Linked DNA regions of Mus musculus: region 1 is linked to region 2. The links are chromatin contacts, called in public promoter capture Hi-C maps. All regions are on one chromosome and are shown on one strand. The core of a region is the stretch at or near the end of the contact, and the rest is flanking DNA. Distances in the headings are between cores, read along the strand shown.

Region 1 (7,182 bases), core at 2,353-4,852, 40 kb after region 2:
ACAAATACATAAACACACCAATAAACAAACAAACAAACAAACAAACAAAAAACCCCGACAATAGCTTCCAGTCCTTTTGCTTTAGCCCCAGGCCTCCTCCTACTCGCGAGATGTGATAGAGAACAGCGAGTCAGAAAGCTTGGATTCAGGTTTGAGTTCTGACTTTTCTTTTCACTGTCCATGTGGCTTTGGGTTCCCTTCTCTCTTCTTCCCTGTAAAACAGAGAGCAATATGGCAAGAACCTAGAAACATTGTAATTTCTTCAGCAAGAACCTAGAAACATTGTAATTTCTTCAGCAAGAACCTAGAAACATTGTAATTTCTTCAGCAAGAACCTAGAAACATTGTAATTTCTTCAGCGGGGGTGGGGAGGTGAGGGGTGGGGGTGGGGTATGTTCTGTGGCCGAGCATGTCCTTAACAGATATGGAGCACTGGACGGGCTGGGATCATAGGGACTGAACATGCATGCTATCACGACTAATTGCTATGCAGACTGTAAGGTGTCTGCACATGTTCAGGGTGTCAGAAAGACTCAGAATGTTCGACTATCGCTATTGATTTAAAGTACGAGGGTTCAGTTCCTAACGTGCTCGTACAATGGAGAGGGAGTCCCTTCTCTCCCGATGCCTTTGGAGTGGCTTTTCACTTCCTGTAGAAGAATTCCCTCCACTGAGTTTAAGGTCACATTATTTTCTTTTGCTTTCTTCCTACTGTGTAGCCTCTTCTCTTGCTGGGCAGGAAGTTCGTGTTCTCCCAGGGAGGCAGCCTGGATGAGAAGTCTGCTTATGCACCGCGCTTGTTCACTCACGACCTTGGTTTAGCATTCTTTGCAAAGAACTCTGTCTACTTAAGACACAGGCTCGTGCCTCCTTGCGTGCCATCCCGCCTTTGCTTAGGTGACTCCATAGTTGCTTTGTGTAAGGCAGTGTGGAAAAGTTAGCAATAGTTTGCTTGCTTTCCTTTCAGGGACCTCTTAGAATGGCTTGTTCAGAGGGACGATGGCAGGGTCAGCTGCTTGCACAATCCAGGGAAGGGGTGGCTGGGGTCAGATGGGGAGGTAGGGCTCTGGAGAGGGCTGAGGAAACAGAGAGAAGTCAAAGGGGAGAGCTGGCTATTTCCTTGGTCTAATTTGCAAGGAGTCTCATGATCTGTGTTGAAGCCAGAACTAAATCTCAAGCCAGTCCCAAAATAACTTGAAAAACGAGTACAAGACGTTAAAGAAAGTTGTCCATGATTCATCTTTTCCCCCCAACTAGAAGAATGAGCAAGTTAAAGATGAGAATCAGTTTTTGGACTTGGTGCTTCCTGTTTGTGCTGTACCCGGGGTGGCTCTCCATGTCTGTGAGCAGAAAGCGGGGGCTTTTTCTGTGCTTACTGTGAACTTCAAATATGAGAGGAATTCTGGAAAGGGGGAGAGATAAAGGAGCTAAAGGGAAGCAGAAAGAGTTGACTGGAGTGTAAAAGCAACAGGAACCTCAGACATGGTGACTGTGGCGGGTGTGAGCCATTCTCTTATGCTGGGACACCATGTTGCTTTGAGAGAAGAAAAGGATTCTTGGATGTTTTATTCACATGTTTGGTGACAGCGACATTTTGTTGTTGAGAATCCTTAGCTACACTTTATTTATTATTTATTTGTGTTTGTGTGCTGCCTATACACAAGGCACAGTTGTATTTGTTGTCTTCCATCTTTTCCCACCACTTTGCTTTGAGATAGGATCTCTCACTAAAGGAAGCACCACCATTTTGGCTAGAATGGCTGACCAGTGAGCTCTCAGGTCCGTCTGTCTCGGCTCCTGAATGCTGGGTTCCAAGGCCATGAGCAGTCATGACTGACCAGGGATTGGAACCCAGGTTCTTTGGCTTTCAGAATAAGCATTCTTACCCACTGAGTCATTTCACCGGCCCTCAGACTTTATTGTCTAGGAAGCCTATTTGATTATACTCTATGCCTGACTCAGTTTGCCATTCTATTCCCAGATCTCAGAGTCCGAGTAGGTGATACAACTCAGATGAGATGTTCTATCCAGAGCACAGAAGAGAAACGGGTGACCAAAGTAAACTGGATGTTTTCTTCAGGAAGCCATACTGAGGTAAGGAGAAGGAAGCATGATTGTAATTGTACTCGGAGCCCCTGGCTGGAAGCAGAGCGAGGAGAGGAAGGTCAGCTTTCAGTCTGTGTGCGTGCGTGCGTGTGTGTGTGTGTGTGTGTGTGTGTGTGTGTGTGTGTGTGACTGTGTGTGACATTGTAAAAGCCTGTGCCTTGGAGTTTGTCAGATCTGGCTTCCTGCTTTAGCTGTCTGGCTAGGCAACTTTGAGTTCTTGGTAGGAAATATGATTGAAGAGAAAGAGGAGAAGTGAGGGAGGAGAATAAGGAAGAGGAGGGGAGAAGGAATAAGGTGAGGGGAAAGGAAAAAATGAAGAGAGGAGGAGGAGTCATGGGAAGGAGAGGGAAGGAGGAGAGGGAAGAGGAGATAGAAAGTTGCTTAACTTTTAACATTCCCAAGTCTCGATGTGTAGTTGGACATAGTAAGTGCTTTGTACAAGGTGAGACCAATGCATTTGAGATAACTTTCACCTCCTTCCCTCTGTGCAATCTTTGTCAAAGGGAAGAGGGGCTATTTTTTGTGGACTATTCAGGAAAGTAATAGGCTAGGTGTAAGAGTACAATCACATTCTTATCCTAATGAGCCTAATATGTGCATTTGTCTAAGCTTTGCCTGGTGCTCCATTGCTCATTTTGTGTAATGGAGAAAAATTTCTTCACCTGTTTGAACTTGCCAGGGCTTGGGATTGGTAGCTCCTCGGGAGCCAGAGCGGGGGATAACTCATGGGAATTATAAAGCAATAAATAGCAAGTTAGTTCACTGGACTAACAGATCTCAACTATGACATGGTGATGTATTTAGGGCTCAAAATGTACAATGAAGGCTGGTGAGATGGCCCAATAGGTAATGCTATTCGCTGCCAAGCTTGATGACCTGAGTTCAGTCCCTGGGTCCCATATGGTAGAAGGCAAGAACAGAGTCTACAGGTTGTTCTCTGATTCTTTACATTCACACCATGCAACTGCCCCTCAGTAAATAAATATAACAAGCATGTCTTATGGGTGACATATAGATGATAAAAGTTAAAGTGCAAAGTTTATGAATTAAAATGTATTCCAGGTGAACTCAATAACAAAGACATTGGCACATACCTGACTCTAGTATGCTATCTGTGGGGATCAGAAAGGGCAGCATTGTGGCAGAGGGTAGGGAATGATGGGTAGCCCCAAGTTCACTCCTAAGAGCTTGTCCCACCTTTACATCTTTATTTATTTACATTCACATATGTATATGCACCACATGCATGCCTGGTGTCTATGGAGGTGGAGAGAGGACATCACATTCCCTGGTACTGGAATACAAACCATGAGCCACCATGTGAATGCTGGGAACTGGCCCTGGGTCCTCTGTATGAACAAGTACTGTTCACTGCTGAACTGACCTGGACCAGCAGGGAGATCTTTCTTGGCAGGGTCCTAAGTGGGAGTTGGCCTTGAGATGAGAAGGTAAAGAAACTGAAAGCTTGGCATCAGGAAGTCTTGCACAAGCTGATGGCTCACGCAAGCAAGCTTTTAAAGAAGTATCACACCAAGACGGGTGGTGGTGGCACACGCCTTTAATCCCAGCACTTGGAAGGCATGGGCAGGTGGATCTCTGTGAGTTTGAGGCTAGTCTGGCATACAGAGCTAGTTCCAGGACAGCCAGAGCGACACAGAGAAATCCTGCCTCAAAAGTCCATTCAAGCAATCAATCAAGCAAGCAAGCAAGCAAGCAAGCAAGCAAGCAAGCAAGCAAGCACCAAAATAGCAAAAAACCAAACCAAAACAGCACTCATTGTACCCTGTGTTTTTAGGGGAGAAATGGGACAGAGTCAGCAGAAATGATCGTACAATGGGATGCAGTCAGCAGGAAGCTAATCAGGCAGTGTTGCACAATGGGAGCACAGGGTGTCTCAAGAGCACTACCACCTGGATACACTTAGCCTTGAGTCTAATACCCATAGCTCCTTACGGTGGGAAAAATTCTGTTCTCATGATCTGAAGCCACAGTCCCCTGTGCCTTAGCCCCAGACCATTAAAGGCTCTGGCAAGCATGCTCCTGGTTTTATAGAAGGAGCCATGTTCCTTCTCCACACATCAGGACCTCAGGGAAAGCCTCGGATTAGCCCAGACCTCTGGGACCTCTGAAGAACCATTAAGCTCGCAGTCTCTGTCGATAGTCAGGGAAGCCTCATGAAGGTGACATTTATATAGTGGTCTGAGCAAGGTGAAGAGGGGAGCCTGGGGGCTCTAGTTACAGAAGAGGCAAGAGCAGCAGCCTGGAGATCAGCTCTCATGAAGTAGCTGGGCCTCTGGGTAACTGAATTCAGTGATGGAATTGAAGAGAGACGTGAGAGAGGAAAGGAGTCAGGAATGGGCTCTAGGAGAGATGAGGGGCCGGGGAGGGTTTAGAGCAGAGGAGCCGCCTGCTGGATCTTAGGCTTGTCGTCTGCTGGGGAAGGGCGAGCAGGGAGGCAGGTGAGAAAGCTGGTGCTGCAGAGATGCTTCTGGTGGAGATGAGGTCTAGCGTGGGCCTGGCAGGGCCACAGTAGGGAGTCAAGACGGGGCAGCTGGGCTGGGGGTGTATGTTGAAGGCAGAGGGCACAGATGATCTGGGGAGTTAATACAAGCTGCACAAGAGAGGGGCTAAAGATGACTCCAGGACCTTTGGCTTGAGCATCTGGAAGAAGACATTGCCATTTACCGAAAGTGGGATAGACGGGAAGGAACTGGTTTGGGGGTAACAGTCAGTTTTAGACGTGCTTTAGCTGCCTGCGGGAAATCTAACCGGAAGCGCTGCACAATAAAGTAAAAAGCCTTTTCTTTTTCTTTTTGGAAGAGTAAGGAGTAAACTAACCTTACTTTATATTCTCATTCTCTCTGTCTCTGACACTGTCTGTCTGTTTCTTTCTCTTCCTCTGTCCCTCTCTTGTCCTTAGCTTTGGTGTAGGGAATTGAACTCAGGATTTCACATGTCCCTGGCAAGCACTCTGCTTCACAACCATAACCCTAGCCCTCTTTTCACTCTTTATTCTGAGACAGAGTCTGGTTAAATGACTCACTTGAACTGCCTCAGCCTCCTGAGTAGCTACGATTGCAGGCTGGAGCCACGGACCCCTTTAAAACCTACCTCTTCTGATGAAACACTTGTTTATGGTTTGAGGTGTGCTTCGCCAGTACACACGTGTTGTACAAGTGCATATGAACAAGTGTAGTGAGAGTATCTTTTGTATTGTATGGACGCATCACCAGTCAATTAAAAGGCAGATGGCCTATGGCTTAGGCAGGAAATGGGAGGGGGTGCATTTTTTTTTTTTTTTTTAGGTTTTTCGAGACAGGGTTTCTCTGTGTAGCCCTGGCTGTCCTGGAACTCACTCTGTAGACCAGGCTGGCCTCGAACTCAGAAATCCGCCTGCCTCTGCCTCCCAAGTGCTAGGATTAACGGCGTGTGCCACCACTGCCCGGCTGGAGGGGGAGCATCTTAAGAGGGAAAGGATTCTGGGATAGAGTCAGGCGGGAGATTCGCCGGGAAGATGTGATGAGATGGATGCCTGGTACCTGCACATAGGTAACTGGCCATGCGGCAGAATGTAGGCTAGAATGTTTTAAGTTATAGGATGAACTATTTTAAGTTATATCTAGTCAGAGAAGATGACTTAGCTCTATGGCCAAGGTATTTGTAAATATATTTTTGAGTTTTGAGTCTTATTTCTGGGAGGAGGGGCTGGGAGGAAGAACCAGGGCCAAACGTCAACAAACACGACTTTGTGTTATCTAACCCTCTTCTTGCCCTTGCATGGCAGAGCCTTGCCAGCTGTGAGATGTCCCCCATAGTCCTCCCCCAGCCTCATGCTTTTGACCCTTCCTTGTAGGAGGAGACAGTCTTGAGCTATGACTCCAACATGCGTAGTGGAAAATTCCAGAGCCTGGGCCGCTTCCGCAACCGTGTAGACCTGACAGGTGACATCTCCCGCAATGATGGCTCAATCAAACTTCAAACAGTGAAGGAGTCTGACCAAGGAATCTACACTTGCAGCATCTACGTGGGAAAGCTGGAGTCCAGGAAAACCATTGTGCTGCATGTGGTCCAGGACGAATTTCAAAGTAATTAATATTTGGGTAAAGAGAGTTAAGGGGTTACACATGACAACAGGGCTATAGCTGTAGGTGAGGTCCCAGGCATGCACAGTGGAAGGAGGCCCCCAGGCATGCGCAGTGGAGGGAGGTCCCAGGCATGCGCAGTGGAAGGAGGCACTGCTTCTAGGGGCTGACCTTGGACTTGTACAACCTTGAGAGAGTGAGCTGCCATCAACCTGGCTCACCAGATGCCTGGGCTCTCTTTGCTGTTTCTGCATGCTGTTAGGCCTGGAAAGGAGGCCTAACATATAATGAGCTAACGTATAATGAGGCCCAAGGCTTTGCCAAACCCTACTCATGGCCAGCGCAGTCCACTGCTGTAAGGACATGGGAGCTTGGAGTGAAGTAGAGTGGAGATCCCAAGTCAAGTTTGCTTGGCTTTGAGGGAGTTGCACATCCACGTGAAGGGAGACTAATCCTAAACTGTGGGAGACAGCAAGTGATGGAGAGAAAATAGGAATGTTCCAGAAGGAGAAGCAGAGGGGCTTCTGATGAAAGGGTTTACATTCTGGCAAACAGTGTGCACCAGGAGAAGGGAGACCTAATCATACTGACTGAGGCAGGTTGTGCGAGGCTAAAGTCAAATCTTAACTCTGTTAGCAGTCAGGATGTGGGCTGCAGACTTTCCCTCACCCAGGCCTGAAGGAGCCATCTGTGGTCGGCTCAGGGTGGGGGAGACGACTAGAAAGGGAGGGGCTTCAGGGCTTCAGGCCAGAGACACCTTCTTGCCAGTGCCAAATGGTCCCAGCTGAAGTGGGAAGCAGGTCAGATGAGTTTCTTCAAGACATTTCTTCATTCCTATGTGTGTTTTATTCTCTACAAGCCTGCCTTCCTTCCACTCCACAGAGAAAGCACACCAAGATGGGGTACCTCCTTCTGAGGCAGCCCCACCCATAGATAACTCTATACCCATTCTTGTCTCCACACACCCTCCTGGGGTTGATGAGTTCCTTTCTGC
Region 2 (6,865 bases), core at 4,235-6,734:
TGTGGAAGATACAGACTAACACTTCGAGGTAAGGGTCATATTTAGGTGCCTTCTTTCTTCAGTTTGCATAGCTGTTAGCCCATCTCCAACAGAGATCTCTCCGTCACTGCACAATGGCTGAGGAGACTTCCTACTCAGGACAGAGACTCTTGGCCAGTCAGATTAGTCTCCTATTAGCTGCAGAGTTAACTTCTCCTTTCAGAGTACTTTTGTATATGATTAAGGAACCAGGCTACTTCCTTTAATGCTGAGAGGATCAGATGATAACCTTCCCTACCATCTATCTTGTTTTAACTTTGTGTGTGTGTGTGTGCTGTGTGTGTGTGCTGTGTGTGTATGTGTGTGTGTGTATGTGTGTATGTATGTGTGTGTGTGTCTGTATGTGTATGTGTGTGTGTGTGTATGTGTGTGTATGTATGTGTGTGTATGTGTATATGTGTGTGTATATGTGTGTATGTGTGTGTGTGTGTGTGTGTGTGTGTGTGTGTGTGTGTGTGTATGATGGGACAGAGCTCCTCCTCCTTTCTGCCTCCCCAGCGCCTGGATTCTAAGCATGCGTCTCCATATCCACTGTTTTCATGGCTCTGATGACTGAACTCAGACCTTTATTTTAACATGACAACACTTTACCAGCTGAGCTATCTTATCTGTCCAGCTCAATAAATCATTTTAGATGAAAAGATTAATCTCTGATGGTTTGTTTTTTTTTTAAATTTTTTTTTATGAGTCATTTATGTCATGATGGTAAGTGATCCAAGGATCAGAGACATGGCTCGCCGGCTCAGAGCACTTCCTGATTTTGCAGAGGGCCTGAGTTCAGTTCTTAGCACTCACATGGTGGCTTGCAACCATTCATACCAGGTCCAGGAGATCCAGCATCCTCTTCTGAGCTCTCTGGGCACAGCACACACATGGTGCACATACAAATGGGCAGGCAGAATACTCATAAAGTGAAATAATCAGGAAAACATTAAAGAAAAATTAACCAACTAATATCATGCAGTATAGTCTGTGGTATCTGATAGGAGATACAAATTTAAACAAATTACAAAATATTTGGAGTTTAGGCTGGGCATTGCCGCACACCTTTAAATCTCAGAACTTGGGAGGAAGAGGCAGGTGGATCTCTGAGTTTGAGTCCAGCCTGGTCTACTAAAGGAGTTCCAGGACAGCCAGGGCTACACAGAGAAATCCTGTCTCAAAAACCACCTACCCCCCCGAAACCCAACTAACCAAATCATATATATATATATGTATGTATACACACACACACACACACACACACACACATACTGGATCTGAAAACCATGTAATAAAGAATAAAGAGCACTAAGTAAAATCTTTGAAAATAAAAACTGAATTAGTGGGAGAGTAAACTTAATATTTTCCAGCCGGGTGCAAACCTTTAATCTCAGTGTTTGGGAGGCAGAGGCAGGCAGATCCAGGCCAGCCCGCTCTATAGAGTGAGTTCCAGGCTGTTGGGAGCCGCCCTCACATTTGCCATTATAAGATGGCGCTGACAGCTGTGTTCTAAGTGGTAAACATAATCTGCACACGTGCAGGGGCAGTTTTCCCGCCATGTGTTCTGCCTTTCTCGTGATGACAACTGGGCCAATGGGCTGCAGCCAATCAGGGAGTAATACGTCCTAGGCGGAGGATAATTCTCCTTAAAAGGGACGGGGTTTTGCCATTCTTTCTCTTGCTTTCTTGTTCTTGTTCTTTTTCTTGCTTTCTTGCTCTCTCTTGCTCTTGCTCTTGCTTTCTTGTTCTTTTTCTTGCTCTCTTGCACTCTTGCACTCTTGCTCTTGCGCTCTTGCTCTTTTGCGCTCTGGCTCCTAAAGATGTAAGCAATAAAGCTCTTGCTCTCTTGCTCTCTTGCTCTCTTGCTCTCTGGCTCCTGAAGATGTAAGCAATAAAGCTTTGCCGCAGAAGATTCCGGTTTGTTGTGTTCTTCCTGGCCAGTCTCGAGAACGCGTGTAAGACCAGGCCAGCCTGGGATACAGAGATTTTTAAAATTTGTTTAAATTTGTATCTCCTGTCAGAAATCACAGACGATATATACTCTGTCTCAAAAAAAAAAAAACCAAACCAAATTTCTATTAGGAGTGGATGATGGCACTGCCAGGTATTCCTCTTAGATTCTTCTCAAGAACATTGACTTTTTAAACTTTTGTATTCCAGAAGCTGAGGATTTTTGAGGACACCATCAGCACCCCTTGAAATCAATAGAAATGTTTCCAGCGATGACCTGTCTGTCGTCCTACAGGTTCTGCAGCACAAACCTGCCCAGATGAGCAACGCCCCTGCCTGGCAGCTTTGGGTTCTGCCTGAGCTACTAGACTCAGACTTACCTTCGTTGCTACGGTTCTATCTAATTCCAGAGTGCAATTGTGTGTTAGCTTTTGCAAACCAAGAGGTTACATATTTGTCCTTCCACATTCCTATGGTGTGTGACTCCCATATTTCTGTGCATCAGAGGGGTAAGAAGCCAACTAGCTTGTCTGCCAGAACATACCTTCTCATATTTTAGTTTCTTTAGAACAGCACACAGGTGTGCTCAGGGGTCTGAAGAGATAGCTCATCTATCCTCTTGCAGAAGATCCCAGTTCAGTTCCCAGCATCCATTTGGTGGCTCACAACCATCAGTACCCAGTTTTAGGGGAGGTGACACTCTCTTCTGGTGTCTGCAGGCACTGAATGCATGTGATACATGCAGGCAGATACCCCCCCCCCAAGATAAAAATAAATTAAGTCATAAAAAGATGAGCTAACCATTCCAGCCACTTTTGATTAATACCAAAATCCAAAGTCACACAGGAAGTCTGATTTTCATGGCTATCTTTAAATGGAAACATCTTGTTTTACTGATTTTTTTTCAGTATCCTAGGTTTATTGTTTTGTCAATTATTCCAAGGTTTATAGATGACAGCGCAAATCTAAGCACAATAATGACAAAAGGTCACAAGAACACCAGGACACCAGCAAGTGCTACCAGGATGAATCTCTCAGCATCACTTTTGTATTTATTTATTTATTTTTAGTCAGGTTCTCACTATGTAGTGCTGGCTGCTCTAGAGCTGACTATGCAGTGTTGGCCTGAAACCTAGAGACACCCCCTGCCTCAGCTCTCAAGTGCTTCACTCAAGGGTGTACCCCCACATCTAGCCCGACTGTAGGTTTGTAATGAGCACAGACAGCGTGCTTGCTGTGTGCTCCCTTTTACCCCCAGCTCAACATTCTCTTCATTTGCAGACTGGAGCCCTTAAGCAATTTATTAGAAGACTTCGTGATACACGATAACTTTAAAAGAAAATAGACTTGTGAAGAAGGCCAACTCAAAGCAAATGACCATTTTTTTTTTCAGTCTTATGTGTGAGAACTGGAAGAGATTATTTAAAATACTTTTGGTTTTAATTCACCTTACTTTAAGGAGAATTTGCCATGGGCCAAAGACTACCTAAATGGAAATAACCAATTTTATTTTTCCCTTTATTTGAGTATAAAGCAAACTTTTCAAGTGGCCTATGGAAAGAAGAGGGATGGCTTTCTTCTTTGTGTCTGGTTACATGGTCTGTGCACACTAGCATTGTTTGGAGAACAGAGACCATCTAAAAGTTCAGGTCCAGGGTGAATCTTTGCGATGTGATGGTTTAGTCTTCACTGACTGGGCCACACAGACTATTTCTTTTTAACAAACTGGAATTTCCAAAAGATTCTATTTCTACATATTGGATCTTGTAATTTTACCCAGTCTTTACAAACAAATTGGCATAATTTAAATATAAATTTTGGTCTTGAAATTCATTCTATACATCTTGTTCCACTTTTTAAAATGCCTAAAAAAGGTTTTGTTTTTATTTCTCTCCCTCCCCCCCCCTTAAAAATTAAGACAGGGTCTCACTACTATATAGTTCTGTCTATCCTAGAACTTGCTCTGTAGACCAGGCTGTCCTTGAACTCAGAGATCCTACTGCCTCTGCCTCCCTAGTGCTAGGAATAAGGGCATGTTCCACCATACCCTGGTCTAAAATTTTGATACCTAGTTTTGAAGCTACAAGTTAGAGCTATATTTTCTCTTGTGAATATAACAACTGGATATTTCTTTAAACAGATGGCCTGTGTATATTTCATATTTGTAATGAAGTAGTTAAAAACTCACAGAGAATGTCTCCAGGGAACTTGCAGCTTGTGTCTTGTTTGAATACTCATGGGATATCAGGTTCTTGTTCAGTGTCTCCTTCCTAAGAGTACTTTTGTACTGTAACTTATTTTTTATTATGCATGAATCACTGTGTAAATAAACCCTTAGTAATAAAGAACTATGATTTTTATTATTTGCTTACAAACAAATCTGCAAAATTCACAACAGCAGTTAATGGAAAACAAGGGAAGATGTTTAACTTTGCTCAAGTTTTCTTGGTAGATAGTAGAGTTAGACACGCAGAGCAATCATTAATTGATGAAATTAATTTCTAGTAGTTTTATATTTCTATAGGCTTCACATATTGCTTTGGAGGACTGGGAAATGGGCAAAATGATAGCACACATTTGGAAGACTCATTTCTTGGACCTAACCCTAATCTGAGTCTTACGACTGAAGTCCAGGTTGTCCTTAGTTCTTCTGCCCCAGTCTTGCAGATCTTGGATTTACAGGCTTTTGCCATCCTACCTGACTTAGTTTGGGAACTTTAGAAACAAGGATATTTGTTTTTCTACTCTTGATTCTTCTCATAGAAAAAACTACCGGCTTCCAAGTCTAGTAAAGTATGCCAATGGAAAATGTCAGCTATGAAATATTTCCAAAAGCTGAGGCTTTTTATTCCCTTTTACTTTCATTAACCATGGCGGGTCCAGGAGAATTGAGTGATTACACCAGTAAAGCGGGGTCCTTTCCACCCTTTCTTTCAGAGCATGTTAGACTGTCTCATTCCACGTCAAGTACCGTGATAATGATATCCTTACTTTTAAAATGCAAAGATACACAAACCCAAGTTCCTCCTCTCCTTTAATACACACTGTAATGATTTCATCATCACTGTCACTGCAGTAATTTAATAAACATCCAATTCTGAATGATGTAATGGCTACATTAAAAGGTACACAAATGACGACGCTTGCACGTATTTACCAAAGGACCCAAAAAAGATATATTTATTCTGATCTTGGATGGTCGCCTACGTTTTCCTGAACTTCAAATGTATGAGAATCTTTTGTGAGGGTTCAACTTAGATATTCTAGAGAGATAACTTCTGGATTACAGTCGGAGGATCGAGCCTGGTTCCCTGGAATTCCATAAAAATAGAACTGTTTTTTCAGTCTGTAGCCAATCTGAAGCAGAAGAGCGCAATCAGATCCTCCTGAGAGTCAAAGAACCGCTGATGAGGGTAACCGGGTACGATTCTAGTAACAATCCTTGTCCCTGATTGAGGTTGGGTCCGGGACGGCTCTTTCAAAGGTGACTCCCGACATGACGTCACTTCCGGCACCACCTGCATGGTCCCCGGGAGGCGTAAAGAGGGTGTGTAAGTATCGGAAGAGCTGTCGGGATGCAGCTGGCAAGAGGAACAGTAGGAGGCCGTGGCTGCGCTCTCTTTCCACTGCTGAGCATCCTAGTCGTCCAGGGTGAGTGCGCCAGCTGGCTGGACTCCACTTCCGGCAGGGGGCGGGGGGGTCAGGAAAGATGGTCGCTTTTCCGGTTCCGGGTTGGGGGGTCTCAGAAAAGCCCCCGCTCGGCTTCTGCGAAGGAAGGAAGGAAGGAAGGGAAGGAGGGGGTGTGGGATGGTTTTCTTTCCCGGCTAGCACCTCCCACTGCGGAGAGTTGGTTCCCCTCAGCTCTCAGAGCCCGACCACCTTGTGAGACTTGACACCGCCTTGATGATGCCTTGACGAAACCACAGCGAGCACAGGCTTGGCGGACACTCACTGCTCTTGTGAGATTCTCTGTGCTTGTCTGCCAGGGTTCTGAGTTGCTGTTACACCCTGGTCGGAAACCGGGCAATTCGTGTTCCAGTTATTTTGAGAGACACAATCAGGGCTAGGGAAAAAAAGGAAAAAAAAAAAAAAAAAGAAAAGAAAGGAAGAAAGAAGAAGAAGAGGAAAAAAGGAAAATCATGACTTAGTGATTTTATTTCAGGGGCTTTTAAATAAAACATTTTAGACAAGAGTTATAGTGTGATTTTTCTTATAGCAGGCATATTGCTGAAGAAAAGGCACCTTAGGACTTTCTAAACATTCTGAAGTATAAGAAAAGTCATAGCCATTCTTCTGAAACTTGAATCTTTTAACTATTGTCAGTACAGTGTTGCCATAATGACACTATTGTAAGGTTTGGATAATTTTACTTTCATGCTATTCCAATTTCTAAATTTCAATCCAAACTAATTAGCTTCATTTTGAAATGCGAATATTCTCTTGATTAGTGTGTGTGTGTGTGTGTGTGTGTCTTCCTAAGAAATGGAATACTGGTATAGCTAGCATTAGAATGAATTGTTGTATTGTAGCATTTCTCTGAAAATAATGGACATTTCTGAAAGGGGTCTTTAATATTGTGTAAGTATTAGGTGGCTGAGTCTCATCAGGTAAGATGAGGAGGTTTTTGTTTATCTGGTGACTAATCTGCATGTTGCCAGCACACTCCCTGATCCCTCCCAGCTACCTATGTCATCATAAATGTCCAGTTTTCCCTCTGAGTTCTTTTTACAACAGAGCCAGGCCTACTGTCACCTCATATAAACTCATATATATATATATATATGCATACATACACACACACACAGCAGGGCTGTGGAGGGAGAAATGTCCACATATTGTCCCAATGAGAAAAAAAAAAAAAGATCCTAGAAATTGTGTCTTTTTGTAGATCTAG

The links. Promoter capture Hi-C pulls out the DNA fragments that hold promoters and counts their contacts.
Region 1: a promoter capture Hi-C map of macrophages shows a contact between it and region 2, with 9 read pairs. The contact joins the enhancer-like site here to the promoter of Mpzl3 in region 2. A contact is called at or near these places in 14 of 39 promoter capture datasets (the HPC-7 cell line, the SN4741 cell line, cranial neural crest and 9 more), 25 of 484 Hi-C or Micro-C datasets (CD4 T cells, CD8 T cells, bone marrow-derived dendritic cells and 12 more), 14 of 115 datasets of contacts at active chromatin or transcription factors (CD8 T cells, the SCID.adh cell line, bone marrow-derived macrophages and 7 more) and 4 of 9 other capture datasets (adipose tissue, liver, macrophages and 1 more).

Annotation. Positions count from the first base shown.
Region 1 is chr9:45,091,764-45,098,945 of GRCm38.p6, forward strand. Jaml (junction adhesion molecule like) reads left to right here. Exons shown (of 11, transcript NM_001005421.4): 6 at 1,982-2,094; 7 at 5,960-6,191. Among named protein-coding and RNA genes, the nearest start is that of Jaml, 16 kb to the left of the region's middle. Within about 2 kb of position 3,603, at least 21 of the 459 cell types and tissues checked have an H3K27ac peak or open chromatin away from gene starts, as enhancers often do. A contact at or near this core is called in adipose tissue, bone marrow-derived macrophages, granulocyte-monocyte progenitors and 3 more, where this site is marked.
Region 2 is chr9:45,049,697-45,056,561 of GRCm38.p6, forward strand. It overlaps Mpzl3 (myelin protein zero-like 3), which reads left to right and starts at 5,485. Exons shown (of 6, transcript NM_001093749.3): 1 at 5,485-5,622. The coding sequence starts at 5,547. Mpzl2 (myelin protein zero-like 2) reads left to right here. Exons shown (of 6, transcript NM_007962.4): 5 at 1-28; 6 at 2,182-4,347. The coding sequence ends at 19.